2 separate regions of the Sus scrofa genome follow, and region 2 is linked to region 1. Evidence: chromatin contacts called from public Hi-C data. All regions are on one chromosome and are shown on one strand. The core of a region is the stretch at or near the end of the contact, and the rest is flanking DNA. Distances in the headings are between cores, read along the strand shown.

Region 1 (4,148 bases), core at 1,224-3,723:
TAAACTTCTGATTGTTTTTCTCTTGTACTATCCTTCTTTCAGTCTAAGTTGCAGGGCCCCAGGCAATGAACCTAAGATAAACAGAGGAAAAATATTTTCTTCTTCCTCCACAATGGAATAGCTTTCCATTTATCTGTGTCTTCTTTAGTTTCTTTCAGGAATATTTTCTAGTTTTCAGTGTACAGGATTTTGCATCCTTTGTTAAGTTTACTCCTAAGAATTTTATTGTAAATGGGATTGTTTTCTTAACTTTCTTTTCAGATTTTCATTTTTAGTGTATAGAAATGCAACTGATTTTTTTAGATGTTGATTTTGTATGTTACAACTTTGTTAAATTCATCTGTTTAGCAGATGTGTGTGTGCATGTATGTTACTTAGAGTTTTCTATATATGAGATAATGTCACCTAGAGAGACAAAAGAGATAATTTCCTTTCTTCCTTTAAGATTTGGATGCCTTCAGTTTCTATTTCTTGCCTAATTGACCCTAGCTGGACTGCCAGCACTATGCTGAATAGAAATAGTGAGAGTAGATATTCTTGCCTTGTTCCTAATCTTTGAGGGAAAACCTTTCAATTTTTCACTGTTAATACGTGAGTTGTAGGCTTTTTATATATGGCCATTTTACGTTGTACTAATTTCCTTCTCTTCCTACTGTAAGAGAATTTGAGACTTTTTGTCTTTTTTTATTTGCTTATTAAACTAATATAAATTCAGAGTTCCCATCATGGCTCAGTGGTTAACGAATCCGACTAGGAACTATGAGGTTGCGGGTTCAATCCCTGGCCTCGCTCAGTGGGTTAAGGATCCAGCATTGCCGTGAGCTGTGGTGTAGGTGGAAGATGCAGCTGGGATCCTGCGTTGCTGTGGCTCTGGTGTTGGCTGGCGGCTATAGCTCCGATTAGACCCCTAGCCTGGGAACTTCCATATGCCACAGGGGTGGCCCTAGGAAAAAAAAAAAAGACACACACGAAAAAAACTAAATTCAATTTATATTATAAATTATTTATGACCTATTATTATAGTTTTCTTATCATTTGTATCATTTAATATTCAAAATTCAGATTTTTCCAATTTTTTCAAATTTAGTGCAGATCATTTAGAACATTCTGGGAGTTCCCAGTGTGGCTCAGTGGGTTAAGAACCTAACATGGCATCTGTGAAGATGCAAGTTTGATCCCTGACCTCACTCAGTGGGTTAAAAATCTGGCATTGTCGCAAGCTGTTGTGTAGATCATGGATGCAGCTCAAATCCAGTGTTGCTGTGGCTAATGTGTAGGTCTCAGCTGAAGCTCCAGTTTGACCCCTAGCCTGAAACTTCCATATGCCACAGGTGCAGCCATGAAAAGAAGAAAAAAGAAAAAGAACATTCTGAAAAATACAAGGACACAAAAGGAAAAATTACTCCTTATAGTATTCTTAAAGTTGTGTTAACTTCTTTGTTTTTTTTGCTCAGGTAATTTGGCTCAGACAAGAGCCAGGATAACAGCAGCCTCAAGGTCTTTGCCTCCACATTTCAGCGCTGGGAGACCCAAGGTGAGTAGTAGGTTTGTACTCAAAATACTGTGGCCCACAAGATGTTTCCACCGTAGGGATTATGCTTGGTGGGCAACATTAATTGCCTTTATCTGGGCAATCTGAAGAGAGATTGACGGCATTTAGGAATCGGAGGTTAGGAAATTTGAAACAACATCATGGAATCCTTTGCAATTCTGTGTCGGGGGGAAAAAGCTTTTCCTCTATCCTCTTAATTTCAGTCTCTGGGGGACTGTGAATTAAACTCAAACTGACAAATAAGCAAGAGAAAAAAATACCCATTTTAGTCATATACATACAGAGTTCACTAAAAAAAAGTGACCCAAAGGGAAAGTTAGATTTTAGGGCTTATACACCATCTTAATAGGAGATGAAGAGAGGAAGGAGGACATTTCTGGGACAACAAAGGACTTTGGGGAAAAATAAATCGTTCTTTAGGAGACTAGATGGGAGGCACAATATGACAGTGTCTATTTAGGCATTTCTTATCTCAGTGCTGACTTCTCATCTCTGGTGATAGGAATCAATCTTCCCTGATTACTAAACTCCCAGGGAGGGAATTGATGACAACTGAATTCTTTTGGGAGGCTCTGCTTTTAGGCAGATAAGGGGAATTCAGAAAAAGCTTCTTCTCACAACTGTTGACTCTTACATGTCTTTAATTCAAAATAATCCTTATGCCACTGTGGCATAGTCTAGACCCCTTCACCGGATTCTCAGAAAAATCACTTAAGGTACAGAACAATAACACTTGAAAATACAGTTCATCTAGGAAGAGATAAAGCACTTTTCCTTGAAGCTATCACCAACCTGCAGAGGAAGATGACAAATGGAGTTAGCAGGGAGGAAAGAAAGCAAACCCTTCTCTGTTGCTCTGCCTTGCTCTCTGAAAAATGAGCAGTGCACTTGTCCGTGCAAAGGGCATGTTAGAAGGGTTACTAAATATCCTACTGTAAAATATTTTGAACTGTTCCATCCTTCTGGCTACTGTTTAACAAGAATCTCAAGGACTGGATGGTTAATATTTATTTGAATATACTAACACCGAGAAACAACGATCCTAAAGGTGATGGAAAAATAAACAGATCACATCTCTCAATTTTCCTACCTTTTTGTTTATATTGAATATTAAATTATTTATTTATTAAAGAATAAGCCATATAGCCACACATCATACTGTTAAATATTACCACCAAATTAATACAGACATACACACTCCTTCTAAGAATATAAGTCATGCACATAATAGGGATTCAGATCATCTTTGTTAAGATATTTTTTAAATCTTGTTTTATCTATTTAGGGTCACACTTGCTGCATATGGAGGTTCCCAAGCTAGGGGTCGAATTGAGCTACAGCTTACACCACAGCCATAGCAATGTGGGATCCAAGCCAAGTCTGCGACCTACATCACAGCTCATGGTAACGCCGGATCCTCAACCAACTAAGCGAGGCCAGGGATCAAAAAAACCTGTGTCCTCATTGATACTAGTCAGATTCATTTCCTCTGAGCCATGATGGGAACTCCTTTGTCGAGAATTTTTATACGCACATTGTTAATACGATTCTGTAGAATACTTTTTAACCTTGTGGTAAGATATTAGGACTATTTAAAAAGAGTTATATGGGCCCCTAGAAGAGATTTACAGAGGAGTTTCACTGGTTCTGAGAGCCTCCTGATATTAGATATAAAATTCTGTTTGTGTTAAATACAGTTGATTCTCATTACTCATGAGTTATATTCTATTAACTTACTGTGAACATTGAATCAGCAAATACTGAAGCGTTGCTCCTAGAGGAAATACACAGTTAGGTTTGTACCAGCCTCTGGCCACAATTTTGTCAGTTGATTAATACATAATCTTGTATTATGCATATTTCTATTTAAACACATCTTATTTAATACAGTTGACCCTTGAACACAGGGGTTAGAGCATCAACTCTCTGCACAATCAGAAACCCACATATAACTTTATAGTGGGTTCTCCATACCCACAGTTCTGCAGATGCAGAATCAGCCAACCATAGATCGTGCAGTAGTATTGTATTTACCACTGGGGAAAAAAAAATCTGTGTGTAAGTGAATCCATGCAGTTCAAACCTATGTTGCTCAAGGGTCAACTATATATTCTTACAAAGAATTAATTATATGCAGTATTTCTTTGTATAAAACAATATTTCAAGTACAGTATTTGTGTCATCGAACTCAAGGCCAACAGCACTATAACTCGTGCCTGAATGAAGGTTATCTAACACAGAAATGGTCTACAACAAATACATTACAACCTTCTAACACTTAGCACTTCAGCCTGTGATTAGGGGTTATTTTTGCACAAAAATGCAAAAATCGTGGCACTTAAGTAGACCTTGTAAAAGACACGTGTTTATAGCATGCGAGCTGAAATCACAAGGTAAGAGTATCACCTTGTTCAGCCTCCGCTGAAGCATGCACATCAGTTGTCTCAAAGGTTGCACCGCTCTGCTTGTCTGCAAATGACCATGAAAGCATTGCGAATATTGATTGATTTGGAGGTTACAAATAAGTTTCAGCAAGTAGGCAAATTCACGAATATAGAATCTGCAAATAATGAGGATCAACTACATATGTGTTTTT
Region 2 (4,763 bases), core at 715-3,214, 200 kb after region 1:
CAGACTTCTAAAATAGGACACCTATTTATTGTCATGGGAAAACCTACTATGCAAACTCTAAGAAGGTCAAGTTAAGATGACTGGAGAGGATGACATCAATGAGTTAGAGAAGCAGTAAAGCATGGTTCTCAAGGTGCTGGCGAGACCCACCCTCATCACAACCGTGGCGGGCCAAGCACAGCGCCTGAAGAGCCCCAAGCTCCATCCCAAGCTCACTGATCAGAGTCTCCAAGGGTGGGGCGCAGGAGGCTGAGCTGAGACCCGCTCTCCCCAGGGGGGCATCTGTCAAAAGGAAGAGGGTGTAGCATTTAGATGGCCCAGTGTACCAGCTCCATCAACTACCTCTTCCCCAGGGATGTGTTTGCCCAGAAGGCGGGACTGCTTGTGTCAGGCTGTCTGAGTACCATCTTCTCGTGACTGACCAAGACTTCATTCTTCAAGACTGTTTCCAATATTCATGTCACTGTAATGTCTCAGGGCAGGCAGAACACCGATAATTAGAATACCGCTCATCCTATGTCAGTCACCTGTTCAGACGACAGTTCGGGGAGAAACATCACTTTCATCACATCTGCAAATGATTTCTTGGTAGTCTGAGAGATTTCCAAAGATGCATAATCTCATTTTAATAAGAATAACCTCAGAATCTACTTCGGTTCTGAGCATCTCTGTATATTAATAAAAATACTCTAAAATTAAATTAATAGAAAATAAGAACATGATACTTCAAAACTCCTTTCCTCCCTGGCCTTCTCCTTTCTTTGACTGAATTAAAACTTCTCAAGAAAAGGTAATGTCCAAGGCGCTGCTTTTTTACTTCATTTCTGACGGCAGAATTCCGAGCCTAAAACCTTGAATTAATTATATTATTCTTTTGATAATGAAAGAGATGCATCTAATTCTTTGAAACAGCCACGGCCAGATGGAAGTATCACGTGAGTGTGACAGGATCTATGAAAGTTGTTAGATTGACTGCTCTGGGGACCAGAACTTGAGATTTCTCTGCAAAGCAGAGTGTAGCCAGCCACAGCCCTGTCTCCATCCCTGAGCCTCAGCCCTGCCTGCTGGGGCCACCAGCTCCGGGTGGAAGAGTCATTTGGTCTCCCTTCGACTTAATCCTCGCCGGTCTGCGGAGACCTCACCAAGGGTGCCAATTGTAAGGATGGCTCTGGCTTTCAAACACCTGTCCACTAGGAGCTGGACTTATACCCCCAACTCCTTTCATGCGGCCACAAGACAGACATCAGATGGCAGCAACTTCTGGTCCCTCTTGAGCAGATCGGTTACACGGTGTCCGACGGCTCCCTGCTACCACTTCGCTATTTTCCGGATATTTATCAGAGTGTGGAATTTCAAAGATAGACGAAAATAGCAAACAAAACCTTTTTCAGGAAGCCTTGCCAGAATCACAGGCAACATGGCTTCATGTTCGCTTTTGTTTTTATTCTCCCAACAATCCTTTCCCCTCGTTGTATTTATTTGTGTATGTTTAAAATTTTAATGAATGTGAATCTTGTGCATTGTTCTAAGCCCTTTTACATTTATGAACTGGTTTAATCATCATAGCCCTGTAAGGTAGGTACTACTAGCATCCCTCTGCTGCAGTTCAGAAAAATGAGGCACAGAGAGGTTAAGTAAAGGATCCATGGTCACAAAGCAGATTTTCGCAGAGCTGGATTTCACACTCAGGTAGTCTGGCCCTGGGATCTGTGCCTAAGGTATGACAGTATTATTTTCCTTATTTTCCAGATAAATAAAGCCACGCACTGAGAGGCTCCTCAATTTACTCCAAATCCCACAGCCTGAACTTGATCTTCTAACTTTAAGTCCTGCTTGTTCTGCTCTGACAGCTCTTATGATGCTGGTCTTGGAGCCCTTGTCTTCTTGCTCCCAGCCTGTCATGTTTACTCTGAGGGTTCAATGTGTGACCCATCATAACCTTGAAACGCCCAGTCTAGGAGTCAGTGATTAACTGGAGACTCTGCCTTCTGCCCCGGGCTTCCTGACCTTGACCACTCAGAGCCAGGAGGAGGGCAGGACCCTCTCAGGGAACCGATCCGTGTGCTAGGTCCTTCCCCTCCACCACAATAACAGGACCCTTGGTTCATTCATTTGTTCTCTCATTCCACGTTTAATGGGAGCCTACTGACGAGGACTGGAGATTCAGTGGGATCAGGACACTCCAAGGAGCCCACAGTGTACGTTCAAGGGAGGCAATTTCAATATCCAGCAGGAAGTGTCAGAAGAGAGTCAGGTAAGCAAGCATCTTGTGGAGCTGAACGAGGGGCAGACCCGGGGGAAGGCTCTCACCTCCACTCTCAGGTCCACAGCAAGATATTGCCGCAAAGTTCGCTAAGGCTTGCATGCAGGATCTGAGGGGAGGCCTTAAAATAGCCCTTGAGGAGTGTTAAGCCAGGAAAGGATGTGACCGAAGTTCAGTGCCCAGCAAGTGCTAACATTCACTGAGCTATTAATATGTTCCATGCCTCTACCTGAATTATATTTGAATGATAATTATCATAGTCAGCTTGGGCTGTTATAACAGAATACCCTAAACAGAGTGGCTTAAACAACAAATTTGAGACTTCTGTTGTGGCTCAGTGGAAATGAATACAGCTAGGATCCATGAGGATGCGGGCTCCATCCCAGGCCTTGCTCAGTGGGTTAAGGATCTGGCGTTGCCATAAGCTCTGATGTAGGTCACAGATGCAGCTCAGAGTCTGCATTGCTGTGGCTGTGTCGTAGGCCTGCAACTGTAGCTCCAATTTGCCCCCTAGCCTGAGACTGGGCCTAAAAAGACCAAAAGAAAAACAAACAAACAAAAAACCCCACAGAAATTCATTGCTCACACCTCTGGAGACCAGCCAAGATCAAGGGGCTGACTGATTCTGTTCCTGGCGAGAGCTCTCTTCCTGGTTCACAGAGAGACGCTGTCTTGCTGCATCCTCACGTGGCAGAGAGGGAAGAGAGAGCAAGTTCTCTGGTCTCTTCCTATAGGAGCACCTGTCCTATCAGGGGGTTCCACACTCACAACTTCATCTAAGCCTAGCTACCTCCTGAAATACCACCTCCAACTACCATCACATTAGGGACTAGGGCTTAAACATATGAAGCTGGGGTACATGCACACGCAGTCCATCACAATATGCATTGCATGCTCATAATAGTACTATGAGCTTTGTGTTATTGTCCCATTTTACAGATGAGCTACTGAGGCATAGCAAGATCAAGCCATAAAGCGGTGGAGCCGGGATTTGAGCCCAGGCAGTCTGACTCCAGCACCCGTGCTCTTGGTACTCTTCTAGCCTCCCTGCCACACAACACAATGTCCCAGAGTATTTAACAAATGTCTGCCACGTGTGGTAGCCACTTTCCCCAGGTCCAAGGGTTCTTAACCCTGCTTCCTATTGGAATGACCTGAGGTTTAAAAAAAAAAAAATGTATCCCAAAGACATGAAAACGTATATCCTGACAAAACCCTATACAGGAATGCTTATGGCAGCCTTATTTGTAATCATCAAAAAAAGAAAAACAACCAGTCTGTCATTCAAGAAGTGATTAGATAAACTGTGTCATATCCATACAACGGAACGGTGCTCAGCAATAAAAAGGAACAAACTACTGATACCTGCAACAACTTGAACAGGTCTCCAGGGAGTAATGCCAAGTGAAAAAGTCAATCTCAGAAGGTCGCATACTGTGTGATTCCATTTATGTAGCATTCTCAAAATGACAAAATTAAGAGAGGTGAAGCCCAGATGAAAGACAAGGGCTGGGGATGGTGGGTGGCGGCAGCTAGAGCAACTAACTATAAAGCGTTGCAGGAAGGAGCCTTCAGAGGATGAGAGAGATCTGTCGCTTGAGGGTGGTGGTGGTCACGCTAATCCTCACTTGTGATAAAATGACACAGAATTTTCTGCACCCTTTGTACCTGTGTCTGCTTTCTGGTTTTATGTACTGTAGTTACATCATCACTATGGAAACCGGATGACGGGTGCACAGGGCATCTCTGCGCTGGTTTTGCAACATCCTGTGAAGCTGTAGTTATTTTGAAATACAAAGTTTCTTTAAAATGCCAATACCTGGGCCTCACAGATTCTGATTGTGCCTGGGTGGGGCCCGAGTATCATGACAAGTGCTCTAAATGATGTTCACCTGTAGCCAGAGGGAGCCCCCCCCAACCCCCGCCACACACACACACCCCACCCCAAGCCAGGGCCAGGAATCTTGTGGTTGGAGGCACTCAAAATTTTGAGTTTGAGATATTATCTTCAGGCAGCCCTAATAGAAGGGAGGAGGAAGTTTATGAGATTTCACGAGCTGTCACTTAGCAGAGGATGCGTCCCTGAGAGGCCAGGACACCAGAAAGATCCTCATTAATTAAGAGGGGAGGGAGGGATATCCTAAAGCAGAAGGAATGATCAGCAATTAGCAGCTTTATATTCCCAATTTGCTAGTTTGGCCGCACTCCTTGCTGCTGTTACCTCTGCAAGTCTTAGCTCAGATGCCCACAGATGGATCCTGAGTCTTGCCTTAAGACTTTTCTTGGGAGTTCCCGTCGTGGCGCAGTGGTTAACGAATCCGACTAGGAACCATGAGGTTGCGGGTTCGGTCCCTGCCCTTGCTCAGTGGATTAACGGTCCGGCGTTGCCGTGAGCTGTGGTGTAGGTTGCAGACGCAGCTCGGATCCTGCGTTGCTGTGACTCTGGCGTAGGCCGGTGGCTATAGCTCCGATTCAGCCCCTAGCCTGGGAACCTCCATAT

Evidence for each region. Hi-C and Micro-C count contacts between places; a contact is called where the count stands out from the background.
Region 2: a contact with region 1 is called in a Hi-C map of fetal liver, with 2.1 times the contacts expected there. The contact joins two enhancer-like sites. A contact is called at or near these places in 7 of 47 Hi-C or Micro-C datasets (embryonic fibroblasts, fetal liver, liver and 1 more).

What each region holds. Positions count from the first base shown.
Region 1 is chr15:76,673,013-76,677,160 of Sscrofa11.1, forward strand. MYO3B (myosin-IIIb) reads left to right here. Exons shown (of 34, transcript XM_021076498.1): 23 at 1,455-1,534. Among named protein-coding and RNA genes, the nearest start is that of SP5, 230 kb to the right of the region's middle. Within about 2 kb of position 2,474, at least 1 of the 83 cell types and tissues checked has an H3K27ac peak or open chromatin away from gene starts, as enhancers often do. A contact at or near this core is called in fetal liver, where this site is marked.
Region 2 is chr15:76,878,162-76,882,924 of Sscrofa11.1, forward strand. No RefSeq gene overlaps it. Among named protein-coding and RNA genes, the nearest start is that of SP5, 20 kb to the right of the region's middle. Within about 2 kb of position 1,965, at least 2 of the 83 cell types and tissues checked have an H3K27ac peak or open chromatin away from gene starts, as enhancers often do. A contact at or near this core is called in fetal liver, where this site is marked.